Regions from separate parts of the Capra hircus genome. Here region 1 is linked to region 2. The links are chromatin contacts, called in public Hi-C maps. All regions are on one chromosome and are shown on one strand. The core of a region is the stretch at or near the end of the contact, and the rest is flanking DNA. Distances in the headings are between cores, read along the strand shown. Region 1 overlaps LOC102187025 (cytochrome c oxidase assembly factor 1 homolog). Region 2 holds the start of STK17A (serine/threonine-protein kinase 17A).

Region 1 (2,700 bases), core at 162-2,661, 51 kb before region 2:
CAGAGACGACTTTGAGGGAGTTTCTGGCTGTGGTTCCCTCTGCCAGTGTGTTCTCAGCGGAGGTGTGGCTGGGAGAATGGGCTGAGTGAGGCAGTGAAAGGGCTGTGATGTCATCCTGTGAGCTGTGTGCTCGATTCTGCGACAAGCAGGCAGCCTGGAGTATTTGGAGGATAAGAGTGAGCTGATCTGACCTAGTTTATTTTTGTTCTTGTTGTTTTATTAACTTTAACAGGAACAGTTTTACTGGAATTCTCCTAACTGCAAAAGCAATTTGTGCTCAAGTATTCTGCTAAAAATAGTCAGTGGTTTAGAAAAACTTTCAATTGATGTCTAGTTGAATTTATAGGATTAGTCCAGTTTGTTGGCACGTAACTCTTCATAGTCTTCTCCTATGATTCTCCATCTGTCTGTACTAAGAGTTGTGGCTCTTCCTCTTTCATTTCTCATTCGGGTCCACTCCTTTTTTTTTTGAGTCTGGCTAGAGGTTTATTGATTTTATCTTTTCCCAGCTCTATAATCTATTAATTTCCTCTGATTTCTAACTCCTTTATGGTCCAGATCAGAGTATGGACCAATTTGCTACTAATAGTTACCCTTTTTAAACAAACAGTGGGCTTGTTTTTTGTTTTTCTATTATGAAAAGTTTCAAGTATATGGAAAAGATGAGAGTCTGTGCTGTGGCACCGACGTATCTGCTGCCTGGATTCGGTACTCTCTTGCTCAGTGTGCTTTATCCCGTACCTATTTGCCTACCTCTATTTGTTCATGAACCTCTAATTTCCAAATAGCCGTACACTTCACCTTTAAATTCATAAGCTATATATCATTAACTAGAGTTTATGGTTGCTTTTTTTGAGGTAAAATTTACTCCCTGTGACCTAAGTCTCCTATCTGATGAATTTTAACAAATGCATCCCCCTATGCAACTCAAGCCCCTACCTAGATACGGACTGTTCCCATCAGCTGAGAGTGGCCTCATGCTTTTCTCACGTTATAGCCATCTTTGAGAGGACAGCGTTGTATCCACTTATGTCTCTTTATACCCCCCAGCTGAAGATCCCTGTCTCTGGACCAAAGTCAGAGGGCCATCTCTATGTCAGCTCATCTAGAGATGCCCCCTTTAAGAGGTATGATGGGAAAGTGGGTGGGGAGCAGGAGGAGAACCTTCTTCTGGAAACAATCTTGATTTCCCTTTTCAACTGCAGCTATATGATTGCGGCACTAAGGATTAGTTTTACAAAGCTTCAGAAGTTTCACAGCCAGGACAACACGCATGCCCATGCTTTTGCTCTTAGCTCAGTCCGGACGTTTTCTCCAGTGCTGACTACTGGATCTGAGGAGCTTTAGTTGGTGTGGTCTAGGTCTGCCATGCTGTGTCACAGTTTCCAACACTGCTGCCTCTGTCATTACAAGTGCATGAAGGCCTGGGTTCCTGTTCCAGAGTTATTCATCACATTCTTTATGTAAGCTCCCCCTCCACCCCATTAATTGGCTTTTCTTGTCTGGTTGCCAGGAGCTAAGTCACTCACTTCCCCCACGGGAAGCCTCTCTCTGAGATGTCTGCTCTTTAGCCAGGATGTATTTTAATTCCTGGGGACAAAAGGAGCAGGCGGTCCCTGCCTGGCCTCGCTGACCCCTGAGCCTGGGATTAGAGGAGGAGCTGAAGGTCGAGGGGAGTTAGGAAACCAGGAATGAGGTGCTCCTTCTCTGATGCCAGCCATTCATTGTGAAACTTGCCTTGATGGTGATTTTAATAAAGATAGCCTGGAATAAAAGGTTAAAACATTGTTAACATACTAACATAAAATAGTTTAAAAAATTTAAGATATCGCAAACAACTGTTTCCTTTTAAACCATGTCTTTTGCCTCAGTGTTTCATTGATGAGAGACTATACTTTTGGTTTTTCTCAGGTGGAACCTTCAGGAGGTCTTCTTAGAGCTCAAGGATGGTCAGCAGATTCCCCTGTTCAAGCCCAGCAGGGACAATGACGAGGTGAAAAAGGAGTGAAGATGATCAGCTCCCTCTGCTCCTGGCCGCCCTGGTCACCATGCGTCCCCCGGGGCTGCAAGTGCGGCCATATGTGATCTCTGTATCATTCTAATTTAACCGCAGTGAACCCTACTGAAGTTTTTAGTTTAATCAGAAACTTACTGTAATTTACAAGAATTTGAAAGTTCTCTGTAAAGAAGTATAGAATAAAGGGAATCAGTATTAATAATGTTGATTTCTCATCTCTCACCAACCCACCCTCCGGCAAAAAAAAAGTTTTCAATGAAGTTTTCTAGCACTGACAATGTTTTTAATTGTTAACATCAGAATGCCAAGGGAGACAGACAAGCACTTCTGTCTGGTCGCTCTCCCCTAAATTTATGTTAAGTAGCTTGTCGGTCATTCTCAAGTACTTAGAATTTTTCTTCTTGTTTTATTTTCTTGTTTTAGTCACCAACTGTCTGCCTACTTGAAGATTCATAAAACAACTGCTTTAACCCAAACATTTCAAAAGCTTAAAACCACCACATTTTAGAGAATCTTACCTGTAGGTTTTTATAGTCTTGCAGGGGGACAAGATCTTCTGAGCACCAGAGCCTATAAATCCCAGAAATCTGCCACTTTTGCTTTGGAAAGGCCAGTTTAACCCCCTCAGTATTATTAAGCTTAATGCCGTTATAATCAAGGATGTTCATCAGCTCTTTTCCTGC
Region 2 (2,700 bases), core at 76-2,575:
CGGTCCCCAAACCTCTACTGTTCCCCCGTCGGTCAGCAGTAAAAAAGAAAGATAGAAAGAAAAATCCGCTTGCACGGAGATGCTGGTTCAATCCCTGGTCGGGAAGATTCCCTGCAGAAGGAAATGGCAATACCCCACTCCACTTTTCTTGCCTGGGAAATCTCATGGACAAGAGGAGCCTGGTGGGCTACAGTCCATGGGGTCGCAAGAGAGTCGGACATGATTTACGACTAAACAACAAAACCTATCACTCTGTGACCCCTCTTCAACGTACAAGACGTAAAGTATCCCAACAGCCTTCACCTTTTGCGATTTTAAAAACAGACCAAATTCTAAGCTCTCCCTACCCCTACAAAACAACAACGAGATGGGGAAGAAAAGGCAAGGGCTGTATCACTGCGTAGAAAGAGTCAGACAAGGGCCCAGAGTCCACAAGTGAAACCGATCTGAACTTAAAAAAGCACACGGACCTAAATATTTCAGAACGCAAACACCACAAACCCAAGAAATCGCAACTGAAGTCAGCAGAAAGCGGCTGACGGAAACTAGCCCAGGGCTGGTGCGAAAGAAGCTGTTACGCTCGGGGTTCTGCGCTCCTCTATCACAGCCACAAAGACAGAAGCAGGAACCCACAAGTCCGCAGGCAAAACCAAAGCTGACTCCACACCTGTGCTGACTTCAGACTCGCTGCCGCGGGGAAAGATTCGCAGCGTGGTTCCCACGCCACCTCGTTAAGTTACCGTACAGGGGACCACAGAGGCTGAAACGCCCGCAGCAAAAAGAGGAAGGGGTCTAGCTTCTGGCGGCAGCCTTTCTCATGGCCGCTACCACGGCTTTGGGGGAAGCCGCGCGTGGACTCGTGGCCGGGGGGCCCCGCCGCCCTAATCGCCGCCCGCACCCACGTCTGTACCCGGTCCCGACGCGCTATCTGCCCCCGCGCCGGCCGGCCTCCCGCACTTATCTGCGCGCGCCCGCCGGCCTCACCTGCCCAACTCCCGGCCCGGGGTCAGGGTGTAGGCGTCCTGAAAGGGCTCGGTGCGCACAGCGGTGCGGATCTCCGTCAGCAGCCCGCGGGCCTGGGTCGGGGGCGGCGGCCGCCGCGGCGCGCCCAGACCCCGGCCAGCCCGACCCGAGCCGGAGGCGGCGGCCGGGGAAGAGCCGCCGCTGCCCGGCTTCTCGAGAGGAATCATGGCGCTCGGGCGTGCTTTTCTTGCCTGCCACCCGGCTCGCTCGGAGCTCCCGGCGGGTAACGGCCCCGCCTCCAGCTGCCCCGAGCCGGCGCGAGGATGCCACCCGCTCTGCCCGGAGCTGCGCACAGACTGCGGCCGGCTGCCTCCAGGCCGCCTGGCCCCGCCCCACGTCCGGCCCCGCCTCTCCCCTGCCCCCCGGGGAGCTCCCTTGGGTTCCTGAGGGCCGCGTGCCTCGCGCGCGCCCTCTGCAGCTGAGGGGGAGAAGGTGCAGCCTGGCGGGGGGCCCGGCGGCAGGCCCCGACAATCTGCAGGCGACTCACAGCACCACCCTTCTGACTGGAGGACCCGCTGCGTCAGCCAGTTACGCACCTGCTAAGCATCTGAGTGTTGCAAATCTGAGCCCTACATTAATGAAAATGCGTAGGAGCTACCAGCCAGAGCTTCACGATCCCTTCCCTTGGGCGGGTCAGGAGAGGTGATGATCAGGGCCGATCAGGGCTGCTGTACAGCACGTGGAAGTTGCCTGGGGCATCTGGTACATTCCCACAATGAGAGGAGGACATGAAGGCAAGAGATGGATAAATATTTTTAAACCCGCATACCAGCCCTACAGTCTTCTCTATATTTAACTTTCAAGGTGCTCTCATCCGGTCTTGAGGTTTTAATTACATCCGTATGCTCACGACTACAAAATTTTTATCTCTAGTTTCCAACCATTCTCTGAACTTCACACTCATATATTGAAGTATACACTTGGCATCACCAGTTGGATAACAAATTAGCATTTCAAATTTAACGAGCAGAAGTCATCTCCTCATCATCCTTCATAAATGCAGTCCCACCAAGTTTCCCCACCTCAGTAAATGCCATTTCCATCCTTCCAGTGGTTCAAGCCAAAAACCTTGGGGTCAACATTGACTCCTCTCTTTCTCTCATACCCCTCATCCATTTTGTAAGAAATCCTCTTGGCTTTACCTTCAAAACATATCCAGAATCTGATCACTCCTCTCCATTTCCCCATGACCACAACTACCATTCTCTCTGGTCTGGATTATTGTGATAGCTCCCTAACTAGGCTATCTGCTACCATCCCTCTTCCTCCTCAATTCCATATCACTTATTTTTGAGGCCACCAGAGTGATCTTTTAAAAAATCTAAATTAGATCATGTCATTCCTCAGAGTTTTGCTTCTGGCAATGATGAGTTAGTCTATGTGTGATCAATACTCTCACTGAGAAAGTTGGCAAATTTTTTCAAATTAGATAGTCCTCTACTTGAAACATCAGAGAGTTTCAAAAGCAGCAAGAACTTGAACCACCGAGATCCAGACAAGAAGGGCAGCCCAGAATGGCACCCCTTTCCCGTGAAGCATTTGGTAATTCCAAAGCAATGACTGAAAGGGTGAGAAAATAAGCAGGGCTTTTAGGTGTCTCATCAGGCTGGAGAGACAAAGAATTGGAGTTTAGGGATCTGCTAAGAAGAAGGAGCTGGTAGACACTCTAGACTTGTA

What was found. A called contact is a pair of places that touch in the nucleus more often than the background predicts.
Region 1: a contact with region 2 is called in a Hi-C map of blood, with 2.4 times the contacts expected there. The contact joins the enhancer-like site here to the promoter of STK17A in region 2. A contact is called at or near these places in 3 of 5 Hi-C or Micro-C datasets (all in blood).

Annotation. Positions count from the first base shown.
Region 1 is chr4:42,725,927-42,728,626 of ARS1.2, reverse strand. LOC102187025 (cytochrome c oxidase assembly factor 1 homolog) reads left to right here. Exons shown (of 6, transcript XM_018047005.1): 5 at 1,051-1,127; 6 at 1,912-2,277. The coding sequence ends at 2,008. It overlaps LOC106502045 (a long non-coding RNA gene), which reads right to left. Exons shown (of 3, transcript XR_001295612.2): 3 at 1,134-1,764. Among named protein-coding and RNA genes, the nearest start is that of STK17A, 51 kb to the right of the region's middle. Within about 2 kb of position 1,411, at least 1 of the 5 cell types and tissues checked has an H3K27ac peak or open chromatin away from gene starts, as enhancers often do.
Region 2 is chr4:42,674,854-42,677,553 of ARS1.2, reverse strand. It overlaps STK17A (serine/threonine-protein kinase 17A), which reads right to left and starts at 1,325. Exons shown (of 7, transcript XM_018047003.1): 1 at 985-1,325. The coding sequence starts at 1,190.